Linked DNA regions of Mus musculus: region 1 is linked to region 2. Evidence: chromatin contacts called from public Hi-C data. All regions are on one chromosome and are shown on one strand. Each heading gives the region's core, a stretch centred on a gene start, on an enhancer-like site or on the middle of the called end of the contact. The rest is flanking DNA. Distances are from core to core; before and after follow the strand shown.

Region 1 (6,649 bases), core at 963-3,462, 77 kb before region 2:
CAGCTCATCGTGTTCGCTATAGTGTGGTCTAGTAGCCTCATGAGTGTTCTACTTGGCTCACAACCAGAAGCCTTAAGTCTTGTGTGTTTCTGTGTCAGGACTAGACCCAGATCCTGGCTTTGTCTGTACAGTGTCCTGAGACTTCAGGCAGAACGAGTGGGTTGTACATAATCTCCGTGCCCCTTCAAATTCTTTTCCTGTCTGTGACATAGTCTTTGTATGGCAACTTTAATAAATTATGCTAACATCTCTTTGCCCCGTGGGTCTTTTACTTCTTGGGGAGAATGAGAGCACATGATACACTGTCTCTCAGAGGTAGCATCCTGTGGTCAGCATGTGAGCAGTGAATTACAACTCTCTGATTTTGATGGGTAGGTGATTGTGGTATTCAGAAAAGTTACCAGCCATCAGGCCCTGTGGTCTAACCCAAGCTTTGACCCTGTCTAGGAACCCTGTGTTTGGCCACAGTGTGTCCTGATTTGGTTATAGGTCCTAAGACTGCATGGAGGGACAGCAGTCACAGGAGAGGCACGTGAGCAGCTCACATCCTTTGCAGAAGTGAAAAGCTCTGGGAAATGCTGACTGCAACTCTTCAAGGGTTTGGTGGTTTCTGGAAGTCTCTGTTAGTACAGTGGCTTTTCTTTTCATCCCTTTCTGCCAGGAAGCTAGTGGGCTACAGAGCCAAACAAGACATAGGTGAATTTACACAAACTCTTCTGGGCCAAGGAAATGGACAACACGGTCCTGTTGCCTGATCCCTCTGGTTTCCCTTTCTCTTTCTATTGAGACTGTAACTTTTCCCCCTGCTTCAGCTGTATTCACAATACAGGCATCAAAACACTCTGGAAACATCCCGCCCCAGATGTGGCTGCGGCTCCTGACTCCTGGGTTTCTCTTGCACCGGCAGTCTTGCTTGGCGCAGGTATATCCAGACTGCTTGTGTCAGAATATTAACAGGGTGGAAGCAGGGTGGGGTTGGCAAGGATGCCGAGAAGACTGGCCTAGCTAGAGGATGCAGGAGTGAGTGTTGCCCTGCAGGAAAGGGAGGCTCTCCTGCAGGGCCTGCTGAGCTACATGGGAGGAGCAGAGATGTGGGGTAGAGATAGGAAGTGGGCAGGAGACTTTCTGGAGACCAGAAACAAGGCTCTAAGGGATCAGAAAGAAAAAAAAAGGAGAGAGAACTCTGGGGTCTGCTTTACAAGCCACGGTGAGCGGTGAGCGGCTGCTGCAAGGAATGAACGAGGCCAGGGCGGATGCAGGAGAGTAGCTGGGAAACAACAGCATCGACAGTCCTTCCAATTAGAGATGTTGGATGGGGCTGAGGAGGTGGCAAGCTCCTGGCTTCTGCTGTCTTTTATTGCCTGTGTTTTGTAGTGTTTTAAGCCAACTCCTGTGTGCTACCGAGGAGGCTTGATTTCTGCCTCTCTGGGACCTCTGCCATGAGGGCGTTAAGAGCTGCCCAGACATGCAGCCATCATTGTCAGCCTCCTATAAACCTGGGCTGCAAGCCTGGTGATGGAAAAAAAGCTCACAGGAGCGCTTGTTCCCTGCCTGCCCAACAACTGCCCATATTCCATGTCTTCATTTTTCCTTGCACTAAGCAGAAAAGAGCCTGGTAGCACATGCTGTCTCAGCCAAGAGAAGCAGATTGTTAGCCTCAGCTGCTTTGGTGATGGGGAAGGAGGACTGAAAATGTAAGGGCAACCTGCTCAACTTAGTAAGACCCTGACTTAGAATAAATAAAAAAGGAACACAGAGCATAGTGGTGCACACCTTTAACCCCAGTAATTAGGGGGCAAAGGCAGGTTGATTTCTGTGGGTTTGAGGTATACATGGTCTATATAGTGAGTTCCAGGCCAGACAGGTGTCTAATGTTCACTTTCTTTGTGTCTCTGGAGCTCTCCCTGTGTCTTTCTTGGGAGCCTCAAAAGCCCCTATCCCCTGCCTTGCTTGCCAAGAGCTGGGATTACAGGTGTGTACCACCATGCCTGGCTTTGTCCCCGTTTTAAATCACTGTTGACCATGAACTGTTCGATGAAACATTTCCACTTTGGGAAGCTGTTCTGCTTGACACCATACTTGAATGGAGGAGGATAATGCCCCCTGGGATAGAGAAGCAATGTTCCCTCTTTAGCCAGCTCCTGGTTCTGGGTGGCTGTTTTTGTGGGGCCCGTGGAATCCCCTGAGTTCTCTGATTCCTCAGAGCCAAGCTGCTGAGCTAGGGCCTGAGTCTGTTCAGGCTATGACTCAACAACAGATGTTAGCCTAGGGCCCTTGGCCTCTTTTCCATGCTTTGATTTAGAGCTCTGGCTTTGCAAAGAGCAATTGTTTCCTCTAGTCTGTCCCAATTATAAGACTGTGGCCTTGAAACTCATAAGTTGGAGACCTACATATCCCCCCTTTCCCAAGGAAAATGCTTATCCAGGCTGAGAGTGAGAGAGATGGTTCTTAAAGGTAAGTACTTTCTGGCTCACTGAGACCAATTCAGGACTTTACGCTAAAATCTCTATCCCTGGAGCCCTGTGGGAGAAGGGATTGAGGGCGGATGGCCGGATAATTAATTTCCCTACAGGGTATTGGTCACCAAGTCTTAAACCACAGGGACCTCAGCATGCTGAAGGGAAGAAAATGTTTAGTCTGAGTTGAGTGAACTATCGCATAGTCAGTCTTTTCCTCTCTGTTACTGGGGTCCTAGGCCCAGCCTCACCCTTCTGTCTGTCCTGTTTTAACTGACATTTTGTGTAAAATGTATATTACTAGGTGGGAAGTTTTGCAAAACAAAGTCAATGAAAAAATGAACTTTTAGGGCTGGAGAGATGGCTCAGTGGTTAAGAGCACTGCCTGCTCTACCAGAGGTCCTGAGTTCAATTCCCAGCAACCACATGGTGGCTCACAACCATATGTAATGGGATCCAATGCCCTCTTGTGGTGTGTCTGAAGACAGCTATAGTGTACTCATATATTAAATAAATAAACAAATATTAAAAGAAACAAAACACTCTGTTGTGTGCACAGTGTTAAGCCAAGCTCTGCTATAGGACAGGGCTGTATTCCTCCAGGATTCTGCTGGGTTGCTGGGCCAGCCCGTGAAGAGGTGGATAATAATGCAGAGACAGTAGGAAGGATGTGATGCTAGAACTGAGCCTGGGGGATATGAGGCCAGGAGAAAAGACCGGAAGAACATGTGCAGCGGAAATCATTAAGCACATTTGGAGGACAGGAAGACCAGCTGAAGGCTTTTTGGGGAAGTGGTCACTACATAGACCTGGCTGGCCTTGAACTCAGAGATCCAACTGCTTCTGTCTCCAAAATGCTGGGATTAAAGGCATGGGCCACCACTGTGTCTTACATAATACTCTTTATCAACTAAAAGTAAGTTTTGTTTGTTCATTTGCTCGGTTTTTTGTTTGTTTGTTTGTTTGTTTTGAGACAGTCCTGCTACATAGCTCTTGCTGTCCTAGAACTCACTTTGTAGACCAAGCTGACTTCCAACTCACAGAGATTTGCCTGCCTCTGCCTCCCCAGTCTTGGGATTAAAGCATGCACCCCCATGCCCAACTACAAATAAGAATTTAATGAATTGGGGCTGGTGAGATGGCTCAATGGGTAAGAGCACCCGACTGCTCTTCCGAAGGTTCGGAGTTCAAATCCCAGCAACCACATGGTGGCTCACAACCATCCATAATGAGATCTTCTGGAGTGTCTGAAGACAGCTACAGTGTACTTACATATAACCAATAAATAAATCTAAAAAAAATTTAAAAAAAAAAAAAAAAAAAAAGAATTTAATGAATTGATTGGTCAATCGGGGAGGGGCATTTCAGCTGAAAGAGACAATACCAGCAAATGTCACTGGGACTATGCAGAGGGCATGGGGACTACAGTTTGGCTGAAAGAGAAAAGCAAATCACCTGGAAAACAGGGGAACCGAAGAAGGGTAACAGGAACAAAGACACACCCACTTCATCAGCATGGCAACCTCCTGGAGTGTTTACTTCAGTCTCTTTAGAAAGGGCCCCTTTGGCCCTCGTGGTGGCCTTTAATCCCAGCACTTGGGAGGCAGAGGCAGGCGGATTTCTGAGTTTGAGGCCAGCCTGGTCTACAGAGTGAGTTCCAGGACAGCCAGGACTACACAGAGAAACCCTGTCTGGAAGAACCAAAAAAAAAAAAAAAAAAAAAAAAAAAAGGAAAAAGAAAAAAGAATAAAAAGAAATGGCCCCTTTGGACTGGTGGGTTGGCTCAGTGGGTAAGAACACTGACTGCTCTTCCGAAGGACCTGAGTTCAAATCCCAGCAACTACATAATGAAATCTGATGCCCTCTTCTGGTGTGTCTGAAGACAGCATCGGTGTACTTATCTATAATAATAAATCTTTGGGCTCAGAGCAAGCAGCGACTGAGAGAGTGGGGTTCAGGATCCTAAATTTAATTCCTAACAACCACATGAAGGCTCACAACCATCTGTACAGCTACAGTGTACTCATATACATTAAATAAATAAATAAAATATTTAGAAACTGTCCTTTCCCTTGAGTTCAATTCCTAACAACCACATGGTGGCTCACAAACATCTGTAACTGGATCTGATGCCCTTTTCTAGTGTGTCTGAAGACAGCTACAGTGTACTATTATTTATAAAATAAATAAATCTTTAAAAAAAAAAACAAAGCGGGGGTGGGGCTGGAGAGATGGCTCAGCGGTTAAGAGCACTGACTGCTCTTCCAGAGTTCTGAGTTCAATTCCCAGCAACCACATGGTGGCTGACAACCATCTGTAATGGGATCTGACGCCCTCTTCTGGTGTGTCTGAAGTCAGTAACAGTAACTTAGATAAACAACAACAACAAAAACAAATCTTGAGGAGGAGAAGAAGAAGAGTTATTATTTTCCTAGCCGGGAGGGGATGCATCATTAATCCCAGCCTTTGGGAGGGAGAGGCAGGTGGATTTCTTGAGTTCAAGACCAGCCTGGTCTATGAAGTGAGTTCCAGGACAATCAAGGCTGCACAGAGAAACCATACCTCGAAAAAACAAACAAACAAACAAACAAACAATTTTCCTGGTAACTGGAGAGATGGTTCAGAAGTTAAGAGCACTGGCTGCTCTTCCAGAGGACCTGGATTCAATTCCCAGCACACACATGGCATTGCACTAGAGAACCTGATACCCTCACACAGACAGACATGCAGGCAAAACGCCAATGAACTTAAAAATAACTTTAAAAAAATTTTTTTTGGGTCTGGTTGAAGACAGGACTGAGTGGTTTAAGAGCACCAACTGCTCTTCAAAAGGACTTAGATTTGATTCCCAGCACCCATATAATGGTTTACAACTGTATTCAGCTCCAGTTCCAGGTGATCTGGCCTCTAAGAGTCAAGGCATGCAAATGATACACATGTAGGCAAAATACCCATACACATAAAAAATTTTTAAATTAAAAAGAATTTTGTGTACTGCAAAGGTCTTTGCTACTTTGTGGGTTCTTTTTCCCCCAAAGTAGTTTTACTCCCTAACATTAGGAGAGCAAGGATAGAGAGGAGTTAGGAAAATGCCTGAATCTTGTTTCTTTCCTTTTATTTCTTTGTCCACGGCTACTAACAAACCACAAACAACCCCCCTACGTAACCAACGACCTATAACCACACACACCCCAACCCCCACCTAGTGGGACTCTAGGATTTAATATATTCTCTGAAAAGTTCCCAGAGTTCCAAACGTCACACAATCGAAGAAACTATCTATAGCTGGCAAAACTATGCCTCTGCTAGAGCACGAGGCAAATCATAGTCAGTTGCTGCAGACAATCTGAAGCAGCCCCATATCCCTACACCTGGGATTTAAAGGAAAGGACAGGGCTGGAGAGATGAGATGGCTCATGGGGTAAGATCACTGACTGCTCTTCCGAAGGTCCTGAGTTCAAATCCCAGCAACCACATGGTGGCTCACAACCATCCTCAGTGAGATCTGTCGCCCTCTTCTGGAGTGTCTGAAGACAGCTACAGTATACTTATAATAAATAAATAGATAAAAATTTAAAAAAGGAAAGGATATTCTTAGAATATTTCTGTGGTTTTTAAAGAAACCAAATTGTCACTTCACCTACTATCTTCGTTGATCCCAGGGAATGGGGAGCAGGTAGATTGTGTGTCCTCCTTATGGTAGATTCAGAAAGCTGCACCAGCAATAAAGAAACTCACCTGATACTCCCTCATCCTTTGTTTGGTCATTTGGCAGTAGTGAGATTGTGTAGCATAGAGTTGTGGGCTTTGCCCTTGCTTATTGTATCCTTCTTACAATCCACGTTAGTTGGAAAAGTTATTTAAACTCTCTAAGCTTCACAAGATGATAGTGTCTACTTAGTAAGAACATTTAAGGAATGTCCGTAGTAAGCCAGGTATCATCATTTCCCATTTGACAGATGAAGAAGTTGCGACACAAGAAAGCAAGTCTTGTGTCAAAGGTAGACAGTATTGTGGTGGGTTGCCCTGGTGCTGTTTGTATTCTGATGTTAGTTCTGCTTCCTCAAGAGGGGCTTCCTTGACCAGGAGTGGATCCCGTACTCAGGTGATCTCCTGGGAACCTTCTCCTCATATTAACTGTCAGGTAAAGGCTAGAGCCTGTGATTTGGCAGTGGAGGGGAAAGATAGGGCTG
Region 2 (6,835 bases), core at 113-2,612:
CAGTGCTCTTAACTGTTGAGATGTTTCTCCTGCCTCCTCATGTCCTCCCGAGATTCCGGTTTCTTGTTTGTTAGACTGGTATTGGGCTGAAGCTTTTGGATGGCCTAGTAGCTATTCTCTTCTCTTGTTCTATCCTGTGCTCTCTTGTCTTCTTATCTTATTGGTGGTGGGCTTCAGTTCCTTTTGGGTGGCTGCTATTGCTGTTGAGAGTGGCAGCTGGGGAGGCAGCTCAGGGGTTCTCAGTGTTCTTCCATTGCTACCTGAGTGTTTATACAACAGACAAGTTCTCTTTTTTTGTTTCATTTATTTATATTTACTTACTTCCTGTTATTTGTTTGTTTATTGTGGATGTGTATGGAGGTCTGAAGACATCTCAGGAGATTTTCCACTATCTGGGTTTGTTTTTTTTTTAAGATTTACTTATTTTATTTATATGAGTACAGTGTACTTGTCTTTAGACACACCAGAAGAGGGCATCAGATCCTATTACAGATGGTTGTGAGCCACCATGTGGTTGCTGGGAATTGAACTCAGGACTTCTTGAAGAGCAGTCAGTGCTCTTAATGGCTGAGCCATCTCTCCAGCCCCACCATATGGGTTTTGAGGTGTGTGTGTACTAGACAGGGTAGTAACTTTGTATGTAGCTCAGGATGTAGCTCTGGTTTCCTGGAACTCACTGTGTCAGCCAAGGTGCCCTCGAATTCACAGAGACCTACCTGCCTCTGCCCCCAGAGTGCTGAGATTAAATGCGTGCACCAACATACCTGGCATTGTATAGCTTTTTAAAAAACACAATAAATTATAAAGTGTTGGGGTTCAAACCAAGGGCCTTGAGTATGTTGGACAAGTGGTCTATGAGTGAGGTACATCCCCAGCTAGAATAGCTCTTATTCTAGGAGTAAGATTTATTTGTTTGTTTGTTTGTTTTTCAAGACAGGATTTCTCTGTTTAACAGTCCTGGCTGTCCTGGAACTCAATTGTAGACAAGGCTGGCCTCAAACTCAAGAGATCTGTCTGCCTCAGCCTTCTGAGTGCTGGAATTAAAGGCATGCACCACCACTACCACCCTAGAACTAATTTAGTCTCTTTCCTAGAACAGGCCTTTTGTGTTCTCTTCTAAAAGCCACAAAATTCAGGGAAGTCTGGTTTTTGTTTTTGTTTGTTTGTTTTTGTTTTTTTTTTCCTGGTTGGAGGAAAGTTGAATTGTTCTAAACCCAGTGTTAACTCTGAGAGTTGTTCATTTACCTTACCCCCTGGTGAGAGTTCTTTCCTTGGGTTGCTGTTCAGTTAGAATTGAAGGTGACCTGGAGCCTGCCTGTGTTTAGCACCCTCTTGTGGTGCTTAGCCCTACAAATTTAGCTGCTTTGGCCTACTTGGTTCATGTGGCCTCCCTGAGCCATTCTTTAGAAGTTACCCAGGCAGAGATCTGCCTAGGAGTTATAGGGCTCATCTTTCTTGTTTCCTTGTCTTAGTGATCAGTTAATAGCTGCCCATTGTCTCATGTCTGGAAGAGTTGTTTGTGTTTTATGTCCAGTTTCCTATTATTTATAGTAAGAGGTTGACTATAGACCACTTGAGGACATCCAGCTTAGGTGTCCTATAAAGCATTATGTAGTATTTAGGGAAAATAAAAAATAATTTAACTGTTATTGACTTCAAAAGAAATATGACAAGTTAAAAAAGAAGAAAATGAGAAAAAAATGTCGGTGGAATTCCATATTATAGAAAAAATTTACAGTTCTCAGTAGTAAATATTGTCAAGAAGTTTTTAGATCTTTTTCTGGTTTTATTAAGACAGAGTTTGTGTGTAGACCACACTGGCCTTCCTTTTGTTTATAGTGATCCTCCTGCCTTCACTTCTTGACTGCATGCATTACCACACTCTACTTATGCTTTGTGTCCATGGGTAAAAAAAAAGTCTCCTTTGCACACAAAAGTGTTCTTTATGAAGAAGAGTGATAAATTATATTCTTAAAATTCAGAGCCTTTTGCAGTGCTTGATGGAATTGTTAGCAAGGAAGAAAGGGTTGTAATCTGAGCTAGGTATAGTGGCCCAGCCCTAGAGAGGTGGGAATGGGAGAATCAGGAGTTGAAGGCCAGCTGCAGCTACACAGTGAGTTCTATGTGAGACTGTCGTAAGACAGACACCTAAAAACTAAATATAAAGAATAAAACCAGGTATTTGAAAGACCCTTAAATAAAGTAAAAACAATGAAAATGAGAGAAGATATTCACACTGTGAACATGTGAAAAACATATGTCAGCCACAACAACAAAAGGCTGGGCATGGTGGCACATTGCACATTGCATCTGGGAGGCATGAGCTAGAGGATCTTAAGTTTGAAGCTAGCCTGTGCTATACATTGAGACCTTGTCTCAAAAACAAACAAAAATTCTGGTAGAAAAACCACATAGAGCTGGAAGTGGTAGCTTGTTCTTTTGACTCTAGCAGGAAAATCACTTGAGCTCAGAAGTTTGGGGTCAACTGGGCAACATAGTGAGACAGACAAATCACGGACTCAACAAGTCCGTGAAAAATGCACACAAATTCAATGTAATAGTAGGTGAACCACAACAATTGGTATTTCACAAAAAAAGTGGCTGGGCCTGGTGGAGTGCACCTTTAGTTCTAGCACTCGGAAGGCAGAGGCAGGCAGATCAAGGCCAGTGTGGTCTACGAAGTGAGTTTCTGGACAGCCAGGGCTACACAGAGAAACCCTGTCTCAGAAAAATTAAAACAAAAAACAAAAACAAAACAAAAAGGGATACTTGGACAATAAATAGAAAGAAAATTTTCATCATAGAGAAGCTTTGAATGTTAAAAGATGTTCTAGCATTTGGATGTTTTAAAGAGACTGAACTTTTAAAGACTAGTGCTGTTTTAATTTTTATTTTTTTATTCCTGAGACACGGTTTCTGTGTGTAGCCCTGGCTGTCCTGGAACTCACTCACTCTGTAGACCAGGGTGGTGTGAGACTTAGAGATTAAACACATACGCCTCCAGGCCCAGTTGACTGTGGACTTTTAAAAGTTAGAATGTTTTAGATTGTGATGTTGATATTAATATGGGGTCTTGGAGATGAAGTTATTTATTAGTGTGACATGCTGATAAGGGGCCAACTGTCCTGACTAGTAACTTTGGAAAAATAAATTAGAACTATGCAGAAGCCTTTTCACATTCATTCCATCGGCAGAAATGCATTTCTTCTCACACGTCCCAGGCTGGCCTTGAATTTGCTGTCTAGCTGCAGATGATTCCTGAATGGTGAGATTATGGGTATGCCCCACCACGCCTGTTTATGTGGTCCTGGGGATCAAATTCAGGGTTCCTGCATGCTAGGCAAGCACTCTACCGATTATACTTCCTCCCCAGACCCTAAAAAGATTTTTTCCTTAGGAGTATAGGTTGTAACAAATCTTACAGCTTGGCTGGACATTGTTTCGTGAGGCTAAAATGTACTTATCTTTAAATCCTCAGTCCAGTTTTCATCTCTGAATATACAACAGGAGACATGCATAGAAACGTTTATAGCAGCATTGTTCACATTGCTAGCTTAATTCAGAAATAACCCAAATGCCAACAATGAGAGAAGAAATAAAACAAAATGACCATAGGGTTGATGAGATGGCCAAGCAAGTACAGGCCACCTAGCCAGAAAACCTGACTTTTCCTGGGACCCACACAATAGAAAGAGTTGATTCCCCCAAGTTGTTCCCAGACCACCTTTGAAATGACTGTAGAGCTAGGTAGTGTGAGCTACACGTATGTCAGCCAAGTCATGCTGTTCTATAGTAAATCCTAACTTTTCTTTTCCTTCCTTAGCTTGCTTGTTCACTCATTGCATTCATTGCAATGGTTCTGAGAAACTTTTGCCTTTCTGGAAAACCTAGTAATTGCCTTTGAAGGTATTTAGATATTAAAGAAACTGGTAAAATGAGATCATACCTCCTCAAAAAGAGTAGTTTTCTTGTACATAGAACTTTTGCCATGTTTATTAAAATGGCTGTGAACATTTTTTGTGTAGTGCATAGAAATAGACCTAGCCACTATGCACCTGGCTTTAGATGACTGTGAATTCTTTGTTCCTGTCTCACCAGGTATACAATGTTTACATGGCTGGGAGGCAGCTGTGTTCTAAGCGGTACCGGGAGTTTGCCATACTGCACCAAAACCTGAAGAGAGAATTTGCCAACTTTACATTTCCTCGACTTCCAGGAAAGTGGCCATTCTCATTATCAGAACAACAATTGGATGCCCGGCGTCGTGGGTTGGAAGAATATCTAGAAAAGGGTAAGCGATGCTTCATTTCTCAGCAGGTAAAGGCACTTGCCACCAAAGCTAATGACCTGAGGTAGAAGAAAAGCAACTCACACAGGCTGTCCTATCACCACCGTTTATTTGCAATGATGGGTTTGTGCCCTACCCAAACGGGTGAATAAATAAATGTAAGTTTTAAAAATGTTCAAAAGGGCTGGGCGGTAGTGGCGCACACCTTTAATCTCAGCACTTGGGAGGCAGAGGCAGGTGGATTTCTGAGTTCAAGGCCAGCCTAGTCTACAGAGTGAGTTCCAGGACAGCCAGGGCTACACAGAAATACCCTGTCTCGAAAAACTAAAAAAAAAAAAAAAAAAAAAAAAAGTTCAGAAGGTAAGCTAGTCCATTAAACTTTACTATGCTGAATGGGTGTAGATTCTAATTCCTAAATTGCATAGCTGTGTTTCCTAAACATCAGTAGTGCAAGGAAGTCATGTTCCTGATAAGAAGTGTTGAATGATCTGGGCCCTGAAGGCAAGGCTGAAATGTTCTCTATGGTGATAGTACCCTGCTTTGCTAGCTTGCAGAGAACCTCATAACAGAAAAATGAAGTTGTTGGTGGCCCTTCATGGTCTTTTATTTATAGGGTTGTATTTACCTATAAATACATTACTATGGTGCATTGATGATTCTTGGTTCATTGGGGTGTCCTGTATAGAAATTCTTTATTCCTTCTACAGCTGTTCCTGTATAGGTTTATCTGTTGACAATCTAAAGTCTCCTTATTCTCAATAGGGAGAATTAATAAAGCTTCCAAATGATAATTTAGGGTTGTATGGATGTAGTACTGTGATATTTGTTTCTCTAGAAAGGTATAGAAATGACACAGATCTGAAAACATGTAATCTTGTGGTTGTGAAAAGACACTTGCCTGGCTGTATTATAGCTATATAGCTTGCTAACGGTGTGTCTTAATTACATTTCTATTGCTTTGAAGAGACACTATAACCAAGTTATATTATTTTAAATGCTTATAAAAGAAAGCATTTAATTGGGGGCTTGCTACAGTTTGAGAGGGTGAGTCTATGACCATCATGATGGCAGGGATACAGTGGCAGGCAGGCCAGCAACTGGACAGGGAGGGCTCTGGAGCCCATAGTTGAGAGCTTACATCTCGTCCGCAAGAGAGACTGGATCTGGTGTAAGTTGTAGAAATCCCCAAACCCACCCTCAGTGTCACACTTCTTTCAACAAGGCCACATACCCCAGTCCCCACCAGACAGTTTCAACAACTGGGAATGAAACATTCAAACACATGAGCCTATGGGAACCATTCTCACTCAGATCACCACACTATGTAATAGGGTTTTTTTTTTAGAATATTAGTTTAAAAGAATAACTGTAAAGACTAATTGTCAGAATTCAATTAAAACAAACAACCCAACCTACTTTGGCAGTGAACTTTCTTCCTGAAAAGCTGCTTCCTGAAAGTAGTGGAACCCCTGTTTTTACCTTTTCCTAAAGTAAACTGGCCCCTTGAATACGCTATAAGGATGTTAGGTAGAGCACTTTAAAAATGCAGTAACATTGTCAATGTAACTTACCATCCTTGGGGTGGAGAGCTACCCTAGATTAATTAGATAACTAGTTACTTAGTTACCTGCCTCCCTCCTCTTCATTTGTTCTTACTCTCCCTGTGTCTTGCTCTCTGTGTCCCTCTGTCTTCTGTCTGTCTATATCTTTATATTTCCTTTTATTGTACTGTTCTATACCATATTTAGATGAATTTTGCCAGGCCTTAAGATTCATATCCTAAGGATACACATATTAGGTTATAGTTGCCTGCTGCTAATTTAAATTGTTCTGTGTTCACTCCCACCCTCACATCTTGAGATGTGTCTCCGTATAGACCTTGGCTGTCCTGGGACTCAGCTTGTAGACCAGGTTGGCCTCGACCTTACAGAGATTACCTGTCTCTGCCTCCTGAGTGTGGCGATTAAAAGCATGAGCCACCACTGCAAGGCTTTGTCTACTTTTTTTATACAAGGTTTTGCTGTATAGCCCAGGTTAGTCTAGAAGTCACTCTGAAGATCAAGCTGACCTTGAACTTGCAGCAAACTTTCTGCTTCAGTTTCTGAAGTACTAAAATTGCAGATAGGTATGAACTTGCTTTGCCCTGATGATTTAAATGGAAGCTTTTTGATATATTCTTTATATTCCTGGTTTAGGGCCTGATACTATCTTTGTTTTCTACAGTGTGTTCAATCCGAGTCATTGGTGAGAGTGACATCATGCAGGAATTCCTGTCTGAGTCTGATGAGGTAGGTGATCACTCCCTTCCCTGATCATTTCTTGCTGAGCTCATTTTGGGAAAAAATATAGATAATGTTTGTGAGATGAATTACAATCAACTCTGTGAATGAGTGGATTTCTCCCGTTTCCTTTCCGTGCGTATCTACCCTTTAATACCTAGAACCAGGTTCACCTTCTCTGTTTTTTGTTTTAATGATTTTTGTTTTAGTTATGCTATAAAATAATAACCTTCATTCTGGTATTTTCAATCACATATGTATGTGCAGA

Evidence for each region. A called contact is a pair of places that touch in the nucleus more often than the background predicts.
Region 1: a contact with region 2 is called in a Hi-C map of bone marrow-derived macrophages, with 3 times the contacts expected there. The contact joins two enhancer-like sites. A contact is called at or near these places in 4 of 15 datasets of contacts at CTCF or cohesin (the G1E-ER4 cell line, large pre-B cells, liver and 1 more), 57 of 484 Hi-C or Micro-C datasets (the AML12 cell line, B cells, the BV-2 cell line and 36 more), 6 of 115 datasets of contacts at active chromatin or transcription factors (CD8 T cells, bone marrow-derived dendritic cells, embryonic stem cells and 2 more) and 3 of 9 other capture datasets (adipose tissue, liver and pancreatic islet).

The regions. Positions count from the first base shown.
Region 1 is chr3:94,606,359-94,613,007 of GRCm38.p6, reverse strand. Tuft1 (tuftelin 1) reads left to right here. Exons shown (of 13, transcript NM_011656.3): 13 at 1-255. Among named protein-coding and RNA genes, the nearest start is that of Snx27, 27 kb to the right of the region's middle. Within about 2 kb of position 2,212, at least 81 of the 459 cell types and tissues checked have an H3K27ac peak or open chromatin away from gene starts, as enhancers often do. A contact at or near this core is called in bone marrow-derived macrophages, granulosa cells and trophoblast stem cells, where this site is marked.
Region 2 is chr3:94,528,653-94,535,487 of GRCm38.p6, reverse strand. It overlaps Snx27 (sorting nexin family member 27), which reads left to right. Exons shown (of 12, transcript NM_001082484.2): 3 at 4,099-4,291; 4 at 6,512-6,576. Among named protein-coding and RNA genes, the nearest start is that of Snx27, 51 kb to the left of the region's middle. Within about 2 kb of position 1,362, at least 9 of the 459 cell types and tissues checked have an H3K27ac peak or open chromatin away from gene starts, as enhancers often do. A contact at or near this core is called in bone marrow-derived macrophages, granulosa cells and trophoblast stem cells, where this site is marked.